Regions from separate parts of the Mus musculus genome. Here region 1 is linked to region 2. The links are chromatin contacts, called in public Hi-C maps. All regions are on one chromosome and are shown on one strand. The core of a region is the stretch at or near the end of the contact, and the rest is flanking DNA. Distances in the headings are between cores, read along the strand shown.

Region 1 (5,021 bases), core at 387-2,886, 70 kb before region 2:
AGACATAAAATGAATAAATCCATAGGAATACATTACATAACACCTCAATTTAAGAAACAAAACGAAATAACAGGAAACAGTAAATGCGTACAGTACCCAATTAGCCTATTAATTATAATCTTTCTTGCTAGTTAAAGGGGAGAAAGGGAGCTGAGCATCAGTACCCATTGCTCTCCGCTTCCTAGCTGTAGACACAATGCTGCCTCATGGCCCAGCTGATGCAGCTGGAACTGCTCCTGCCACCAGGCCTTCCCTGCCTTGGTTGGCTGTATTTGTAAAAACAGCGTTGAAAAAGAAAAATTTGATTTTAAAGATAATGACCCCATGGGCTCATATGTTTGACTTGGACACCAGTTGGTGGAACTGTCTGGGAAGGATTAGGAGGTGTGGCATTGTTGAAAATGTATCACTGGGCACAGACGTTGAATTTTCAGAAGTCTCCTTTCATTTTCAATTAGTTCTCTGACTCCTGTGTGAGTATCAAGACATCCTCTCTCAGCTGCTGCTTCAGCATAAAATTACCACGCCTTTATTGTGCCTTCATGCATTCTAGCCCTATCGAACCATAAGCCCAGTTAAACTATGTTTTAGGTTGACTCAGTCATGGTGCTTCAGGGAATGGGTTATTTCTATGACAGACCATACTACATGCCCTTTGAAGAGACAACAAGCACCAAGAAGTTTAATTTTAAAACAAAGGCATGAGCTGAAATAGATAAGGAGATTAATGAGAGGTCTGATCCAAAATGGAATGAGCAACTAATATATATTCCTAAATTTGCTTTTTCTCAGAACAATAAGATAGTAACTGACACAGAAAGCTGGTATTCAAGATCAGAGTGTTTGCTAGGATAAGCCTGACTGGATCACTCTTAGGCCTTTGCAGAAGGAGAATAGGACAATTTAGAGGTGCAGGTAAAAAAGTCAGGAAGTAGTAAGTGGAACTGAACAGGACATTGAGGAGGAGATTGGAAAACAAGAAGACTATCTAAGTAGTGGAGATCTGACTCAGGTCTAAGAAGAGAACAAGAACTCTATTAATAACTGGTGTAGTGCCACTTATGATACATTCTAGAAAACAAACAAGCTGTATTCTACCCTTTTCTGAGAACTTCTATGAGACTGAACTCAAAAGTTGTGGGCCATTATTTGGCAAAGGAAATTTCAGGGATGGACAATATCCAGGCAAGGTTGACTGCTCACTGTCCTCAAAAGTTGGTCTACCGTTAGAGTAGGGAACTATTAAAAATGTGCAGTTTGGTGAAGAATTTAAATACAGAATTTGAGAGATTTAATGCAGAACTTTTGAGAATTTAAAACGTAGATAAAATGGGAATGTCCCTATAACTGGCATCATAAAAATGTTTCATGCTCTTAGTTTGGACAGTAGCCAAGCTGTCTTGAGAGCAAGACCAGGAAAACTCTCAATTTGTGAACAAATTCATTTGACAGGAGAGACTGAATAAAGAATGTCACTGATGGATTTGCTCCAAAGTGGAAAGGCTTGTGATTCTGAATGCATGCAGAACACTCTGACCCAGACTGCTGCCTGCCTGTTCCTCATAAGCAATAGCCTTTAGTATTCTGAAAATGTGAATGCATAATCAACATAGTGGATGCCACCTCCCAGCACCAGACAACTGAACTCAGCTGTTTGGCTGCACATTCAACCTTACATGGGCTTGTGGTATAATGTGTGCTCTCTCCTCATCTCAAGACTTGCAAGCTGCTCTTCCATCTGTATATTTCTCCCAAATCAGTGTCTGTTTCACATGATCAACACAGCCAGCTTCGATCTGTGCCCAGCTCTACCATCGTTGCTTGATTCAGTCACTCCTTTTTTTGTGTGTGTGTTAACATTTTTCTTGCTATTTAGATTTTCTATGCTTCCATTTCCTTCTTAAATGTTTTTTTTTCAATTTCACATAAATACATTTCCCCAACCTATTGAGGCTTTTTTCCCCATCTCATATTAAGCCATTCAACTACAGTGTACTTATTCATTCATTAAAGATAGCAGTGTTTAAAAGTAATGATAAAAAAAAAACACATCAATCCTCTGCATCCATATGACCACAGGAATTATATCTTTGTGAGAAGACAGATGAACACAGGAAAATTTCAGTTATACACATTATACAAACAAAACATACGGAGGACTTGTTCATAAATCTATATCAACAAGGTTAAGAAATTTACCCTGAGACTGTGTCCTGGGAGCTTAGTGGGGAGAAACAACAATGCCCTAGAAAGACAGAGCAGCAAGGAATGAAGAGCCAGCACAGAGATAGAAAGGGGGAGGGGCAGGCAGTGCTTGCTGTGGCTGAATCAAGGAGAAAGGAAAAAGCAGATGAGAGTGAACAAAGGCCAGACCAGACCAAGATGAAATCTGCAGACAGGAATTGTAGCCTTTCTTCTGACTACAGTGAGGAGTCAAAGTTTATAAGGAGGCTTCAGAGGCTACTGCACAAGATGGTAGATTGAACAATGGTAACATGGGTGGGCTTCTTGAGGTATCTTCAGATTTTTCCCTTTGGTGTGGTCATTTTCCCTTGACACCCTGACTCTGCTCATTCCATACTAAAGAGATACTCTTTCCTAGTAACAGAGTGGTATGCTATAGTACAGGATGCTCAGTCTAGAAGACAAGGTAGGAAAGGGTAGGTTTGAGGAGTTTATATCTATGTATTTGAGGGAAAAATTATTATATTTCCTTAATATGTGATTTTTGAAGCCCTGCCATTATTTTATATATTATAGAAATGTCCCTAACTGAGCTATGACATCAGGCTTCCATAAAATATAAAATAACTATCACATTCATTGAAAGAATACATTTAGCATCATTTAGACCTTACAATTCAGTTTTCAGTTTTGTGTATATGCAATAAAATTTAATTTTAAGACTGAAATATAACATAATCTTAATAAATGAACTCAAATCATAAAAAAAAGTTTGTGTGTTATCAAAATTGGACTGAAAGTCAATTGAAATAGACTTAAAATATATAAAGCTTTCCCCATGTTTATGAATCCAAACCAGTCACAACCTATTTTAACTGCTCTCTGGACAACAATAGTGGAAGAAATCACCATTTAAAAGATACATCTGACTTTAGTGCTGTTTAAATATAACTAAAATTTATCTCTTATAACCGATGGCAGACACAGTGGCAGTGAGACATTGTATTCATAAACAGAGCTCCAAATAGGAGTAGGATTGTCTCTCATGATACTCTCTCCCTCCATATACAATTTGTCTTCCTAACATCCAAAACCTTTAGTTTAACACTAATGAAACCTACTTGTCTATTATGTACAAACATGATATTCCATACCTAGAACACAAGTCTTCATATATATCTATTATAGAAACACATTATACATGGCATACATCATACAGCACAAGCACAGGGCATCACACACAGATAAAAAACACATCATACATCACACACACTGTACAACATATGTACAATATATATCCTATACACATATTATACATCATTATTTTGCACTATATATCAGACACACAGTATGCATCATATAAACACTAGATATTACACATATACTAAACACCATACACACTCTAGACATTACACATGTTCATTGTACATTTTTGGTCTGAAAGCTCTGAAAACATGAGCCAAATTTAGTACTTCATTAAATTGTTTGTCTTCCATATTTTTTAAAGCAACAAAAAGCAAGCACAGTGTGAGCTGAATATGAAATTGTGTCTCGAAACAATATGATCAGATTCGAATCCCTGGTGTCATTGAATGTAGCCCTCTAAGTATGGTCTTCATAAATATCATCAAATCAAGGTAAGGTCACATTGGATTAGTAGAGTCCCTTAAAAAAATAGTTTCAAGACTGGAGAGATGGCTCAGTAGTTAAGAGCACTGACTGCTCCTGTTTTCAATTTCCAGCAACCACATAGTGCTTCTCAGCCATCTATAATGAGTTCCAATGCCCTCTGCTGGTGTGCTGAAAAGAGCAACAATGTACTCACATACATAAAATAAATAAATAAATCTTTAAAAAAAATTATTTGCAAAGAGAAAAAAATAGAGCCAGTGTCAGGGGAAATGACATGTGACTTCAGAGGAAGAGATGGAAATGGATCTATAAATAAGGATTATTTGATCTATAAATGAGTTTTATATTTAATCATTTGTTAGTTCTGTGTCTTAGTAAGTGAGGAGTCTTGTTTATTTCTGATCAAGTTCAGATGGTTCCTATGATTCCTGAAATGCCAGTGATCAGAATCACCCTAGCACTGGGCTTTAAAATCTCCCTCTCCCTCTCCATCCCCCACTCTATCTCCTTCTCCCACCTCTATTTCTCTCTTCTCTCTCATCCTTCTCTCTCTCCCTCCCTCTCTCTCTGTCTCTGTCTGTCTCTGTCTCTCTGTCTCTGTCTCTCTGTCTCTGTCTCTCTGTCTCTCTCTCTGTCTCTGTCTCTCTCTCTCTCTCTCTCTCTCTCTCTCTCACACACACACACATTTGTACATGCATACACACACATACACTCTCATACACTTGCACATGCATACACATAGGCACGAAATGTACAAAATGCTCCATATTCAGCAGCGAGGGCTGAGGGGGGAAGTTAGTGATGCCTTGAATGTTCTAAAGAGGAGGGAAGGCTCTTGTGGATCACTCATAGAGGTTTACTTTCCTGCTTCCTCAGTGGGTAAAATGGGTATATATATGTACAGAGTTTATGAGGAAATAGCATCTGGGAGAATTTTCAAGCAACTAAATGTTGTCTGTGACATTTGTGCCATGAGTAAGATTGTAGTGAGACTAAATTGTCACTTGTCTAAAGTAATCTAACAAGAGTGACAAATCCAGTGAAACTGGACTAAGCTGTGGGACGCCCAACTTGCCAGCAAGTAAGAAGCCACAACAGGATCCTTCTGCAACACATTTATTGGGAGAGCATGGACTGCGTAGGCGAAAGACCCCGAGCGCCAGAAATGGCGCTGCTTATATAGGCCTAGGAGTGACGTGTCCATA
Region 2 (4,739 bases), core at 986-3,485:
CAACAATGCCAGGACACAGACTCAGCAGCATGAATTCTTTGACTTGGAGTCAAATATAAGAACTTAGGTGTTTTCTTATTCCATCCTGGACAGCATGCTCATCCTTCTTTCCTACAATAGAATGTTTAGATTAGTAGTAATCTGATGCTTTAGCACTCAAGTCAGGTTTAGGATGATAATATTGAAGGCTGCATTGGACTTGAAAAGGCATTCTTGAAATCCATGAGGAAATGCATATATAACCTTACAGTTTACATGACTTAGTGTGCTGAATCCCAGTGAGAAAACCACTCACAACTTTTTCATTGGGCATATGTTGGAGCTAGCAACACAGTGGTAGCACTCCAGTGTTCAAGCTTGTAATTAAATTCCCTTATCTTGAAACTCATCAGAACTTAAGCTCAGACCATTAATTATAGACAGTAATAACTGACCCATGGCAAGAGGACTAAATGAAATGACCTCGTGGTTTCTAATACCAAATTCAGAGGTGGAGCTTAGAAATCTGCGTATAAGTATACGTGTATGTGTTTGTGTATGTGTATTTTCCAAAAGATTTTGGAGAATTATAAAGTTGCAGAGGAGTCTCTGTGAAGTTAGAGCCCAGGCACAGGGTGAGGATGGCCATTGGGGCGAGGAGCAGGGGAAGATGAGTGTGGCTGCTTGCTGTTAGAGTCCCCTCCTTGGATCCTTGGAGGCAGGAGAAAAGACTAATTATTTAGTTTTCCTTTAAAATTGAGGGGGAGTTTAAGTTACAAGTTTCTTACCATAAAGTAAAATGGAAGATGAACAGTGAAAAATATCTCTGTGTTTTATTCAGTATCTGTTTCCTACTGAGCTACAATTCACAATGAAAACTTGGAAGGAAATGCTGAATTTTGCAGTGGCGAGAATCTGTATACTATACTCACTAAGGCCAATGTGTGGACCCAGCTGTGTGGACTTCAGACCATCTCGGCCATTATAATCTGAGATGTCAATAAAATTGTGGAGACCAGCTGGATAATCTTGAGCAGAAGGGGTTCCATTTGAAATGCTTAATTTCTAGATCCTAAAGAGGATGCATTTCATGCTTGCTACTGCTAGGAAGTTTGTTGTAATCAGGATTCACAGGCATGACACTTTCAGAACCAAGAAAACCATTTCAAAGACAGCAGAAGAAGACTAAGCCACAGGTATTTCTTGGACCTGATGTTGTTGATTGAGTAGCAGCTATCAGAGCTCCAATCCTCCTTCAAAATTCACATTTGCATTTAACAATTTTATGAAAGATTACGAGAATATATTTTAAGCATAAATTGCAAACAAAACATCAAAGTGGGAGGAAATCTAGTTTGTGATGCACAAGATATTGATAATTCTTTATTATTTTTCAGGGTTATTGATTATAAATAGTCTAAATGTTAAGAAGTCATATTGTGTCAATGGGAAGTTTATTATAGTGTGTGCAACTTAGATTAAATGCAATCCTTAAAGGAGTAGAATACTTGTGTTAACTCTATTTTCTACATAATCTGAGCATGTTTGTTTCAGTACTCGTGGCCCACTGATTTCTGAAGTGTAACCAGCTCTGCCCATACCCTGCTCTTAGTGAATACACTATGCAAATTCTCCACGCTGCAGAATTTGGCATTGATTCCAGATTTTCATTCTGAATTGTGGCCCTGTAGAAGAGAGATACTGAATAAAACAAACATTTCTTGTTGTTCTCAATCTGTGTTAGTCTGTGATAAGAATGTGCTTTCCCATGATAAGCTTGTATAAATTGTTCAGAAATGCTCGTGCTGTTTATTGTGAGATCTGCTTCATTCAAATTTGGTTTTGTCTTTGAGGTGCGGCTTTTATATATAAATGCTCATTACCTCCAAGTCAGTTTCTCACTGCATACAATCATAAGTTGATGCTCGGCTATTTCCATAAACCCTCCTTGATTCTTCAGCACTGGATATGACATAATTGAATCCATAGTATGAATGTTTCAACATATGCTTAGTGTATCATTATTTGAGCTTGCCCTTCAGAAAACTCTTCTATAAATTATTTCTCCTTAAAAATGATAATCAAAATAAATAGTTAGATGCTGGTTTTATGTTCATGTTAAACATTGTCTGAAAGCAGTCAGAGAAGAGACATCTGACAGGTAGGGGGATAGTTGCTGAGCTCTGAGTAGGAGTGTCAAAAGACTTTGCAATCCCCACCACCTGCCCATGATTTCTAGTCAGATTCTCAGAACAGAAGAAAGCATCCCAGAGATCTTCACTGCGTGGGTCTCAGGCTTGGGCACTTAGAAACTGAAACCCACAAGTCTGCAACCCAGCAAAAGCATCATTGCCCACCGTCAAGATATTTGTGTTTCATCAAGGATGACATCTATTATAAAAACATGAAATACTGGCCCACAGTGTCTGGGCTGGCACAAGACAGTTGCATATGCTGTCACTTTATTACAGTCTCCACTTCTGTCTGCTGTCCTTCTGACCTTGATGTTTCCTTGTATTTAACCCTTCTGCTTTATTCTGAAATTCACTCAGAACTCAGAGGTACAGGTCTTAGGACTGTACTGGATATTCCTAGGGTGCCATAGGACTCTAAATTCCAGGTCTCAACAGAGCAGAAAGATAATTATCCTGCATACAGCTAATTCCCAGGAATTGGTAAGCTTAAAAGTTTCCATTTTCAAAATATGTAGATTATATAAAAGCTTAATGAATGCAAATTGAGTTGACCTAGTCTATTAGTAGCAGAGTTTTCTTTTTTCATGTGGTGGCTTGCTTGCTTTATTTTAACTGTCTTAAAATTGAAATCATTATCAGTTTTTACAGTAATTTATCTTTTTTTCTTCTGAAAAGAGCCAAGGCTCAGATTTTATCTTGAATTGCTTTACATAATTTTAAATGTATCATATGTTTATATGGCATATTTGCATAACCTTCTGAAAGCCCAGAGCAAGTCCTAGTCTTTTGAGTAGGGGTGTTTGAGTTAAATTCTCAAGAGTAGCATGGACACATATCCCAGTTCCTGTCTGGGTCATGAAGGCTGAGATATGCTCTCTAAGATGATATGTGGGTTGTGCATACAACCCTTCTCCAAAGCTCATCACTAACACAGTTGACACTGGATGGCAGAATTGTGCTACTGATATGCCTAAAGATGAGGTGACTTTTGTCAAAATTGATGAGTCTGTGTTGCACAGAAAGACAAATGCCCCTCTGCTTATTCTGTTTGTTTGTTTTTAAGAAAGGGTTTCCTGTATCTCAGGCTGCTCTCTGGTTGTGTGGTTGGAGATGACCTTGAACTTCTGACCCTCCTGTCTCTACATGCAGAATGTTGGGGGAAATGTATACATTACCATGTTCTGTGGTGATGGGAATCAAACCCAGGGCTTTGTTCTCTTTAGGCACTCTCCTGACTAAAATGTACCTCTTTGAAACAACAGGATGCTAATCAGAGGCCAATCTTTAAGTAGCAAAAGCTGCCTCGATAGGTCTGACAGGCTCTCATCTTTTCTCAACTTTCCGTCCTCATGAACACTTTGCAAGCCTCCCCCACACCAGGCCTCCTACCTTACTTCTAAAAACATCTTCTCATCTAATTATTAATCCTAAAAGTGTTGGTGCATAGGCAACTTCATGCCAAAAAGACAGTGTTGAGAACAGAATCATTTTAAGAGAATAGAGAGCACAATACTATATCCACTCTGCACTCTCTGGAGAAGTACCATTTTCTTGTGTCATAAGAAGTGTGCAGATGAAGGTGCCATGCTCTCTGAGATGTAACGATAACAAGGAGGCAATAATGAATGACAAAATTCTTCAGAGATGGTTATCTTTTTCTTAATAATAATTAATACAAAAAGTAATATTTTAGACTGCCAAGTGATTCTTTTAATATTTGAAACTTCAATGATGGCTGATTAAAAGACTGCCACTGTGGCTTTTGTGGTTTCTGAGTGGAGGGCTTCTGGGGTTAAAATGTAAGGAATGAAATAGGGATGTGTCATGTTCTTCTGCTTTATATACTAATGAAAAGTATTGCTGGAATTATTCTGGAGCTGGCTTTTAAAATGTGGCTGGGGAAGACACTGATTGGAGGAAGTGCATTTCTTTAGTCATTGGTCAAAGCACTAAGCCTGCACTGTCTGCTAGGGATCCATAGTTGACAGAACTAGTCATTTAAATAAGCCCCAGACTCCTGGAATACTTCTACTGGTAACTATGATTTGCCAAAGTTATAATGGGCCATTTTCCTGACCAAGGGCTTGGGAATTCCTCTTGTAGCCTGACAACAAGCATCCCTCCTCTGTCCCACATATGTCTTCCTTCCTGCAGGCACCAGTAATTAAGGTTAGCTTCTGCGCATCTTCAGTTTGACTGCATGTTGGGCTCATCCAGGTTCCTTTCTTCCCTGGTAGGTCAAACTAAAAAACTAGCAGTCAAGAAACAGGGCAAACTGAGCAATGAAGCAGATGCAAGAAAAACCTTGCAGTTTCTGCTGATGGCTAGCTATTGCACAGGAAATCTCTCTGGTGTGAATTTGTCACAGCCTTGGTGAAACTTCAAGGAAATAACTACAAGTAAGAGAAGCAAGAATGACATTATTACAGAATTCATTTCATTATCAAGATGCTATAATAATATAACATAAATAATATAACAGAGAGAGAAGTGTCATTATTCTGAAAAACCATTGCTAGACTAGCTGGTGATACTTAATTGTTAAACAGTGCTTAGAGACCATTG

Evidence for each region. Hi-C and Micro-C count contacts between places; a contact is called where the count stands out from the background.
Region 1: a contact with region 2 is called in a Hi-C map of cortical neurons, with 1.8 times the contacts expected there. The contact joins two enhancer-like sites. A contact is called at or near these places in 4 of 39 promoter capture datasets (the 3T3-L1 cell line, 3T3-L1-derived adipocytes and liver), 14 of 484 Hi-C or Micro-C datasets (CD8 T cells, LSK cells, Sertoli cells and 9 more) and 3 of 115 datasets of contacts at active chromatin or transcription factors (CD8 T cells, neural progenitor cells and regulatory T cells).

What each region holds. Positions count from the first base shown.
Region 1 is chr6:59,485,861-59,490,881 of GRCm38.p6, reverse strand. No RefSeq gene overlaps it. Among named protein-coding and RNA genes, the nearest start is that of Gprin3, 62 kb to the right of the region's middle. Within about 2 kb of position 1,636, at least 15 of the 459 cell types and tissues checked have an H3K27ac peak or open chromatin away from gene starts, as enhancers often do. A contact at or near this core is called in cortical neurons, where this site is marked.
Region 2 is chr6:59,416,332-59,421,070 of GRCm38.p6, reverse strand. All of the region lies in intron 1 of Gprin3 (GPRIN family member 3), which reads left to right. Among named protein-coding and RNA genes, the nearest start is that of Gprin3, 7.6 kb to the left of the region's middle. Within about 2 kb of position 2,235, at least 12 of the 459 cell types and tissues checked have an H3K27ac peak or open chromatin away from gene starts, as enhancers often do. A contact at or near this core is called in cortical neurons, where this site is marked.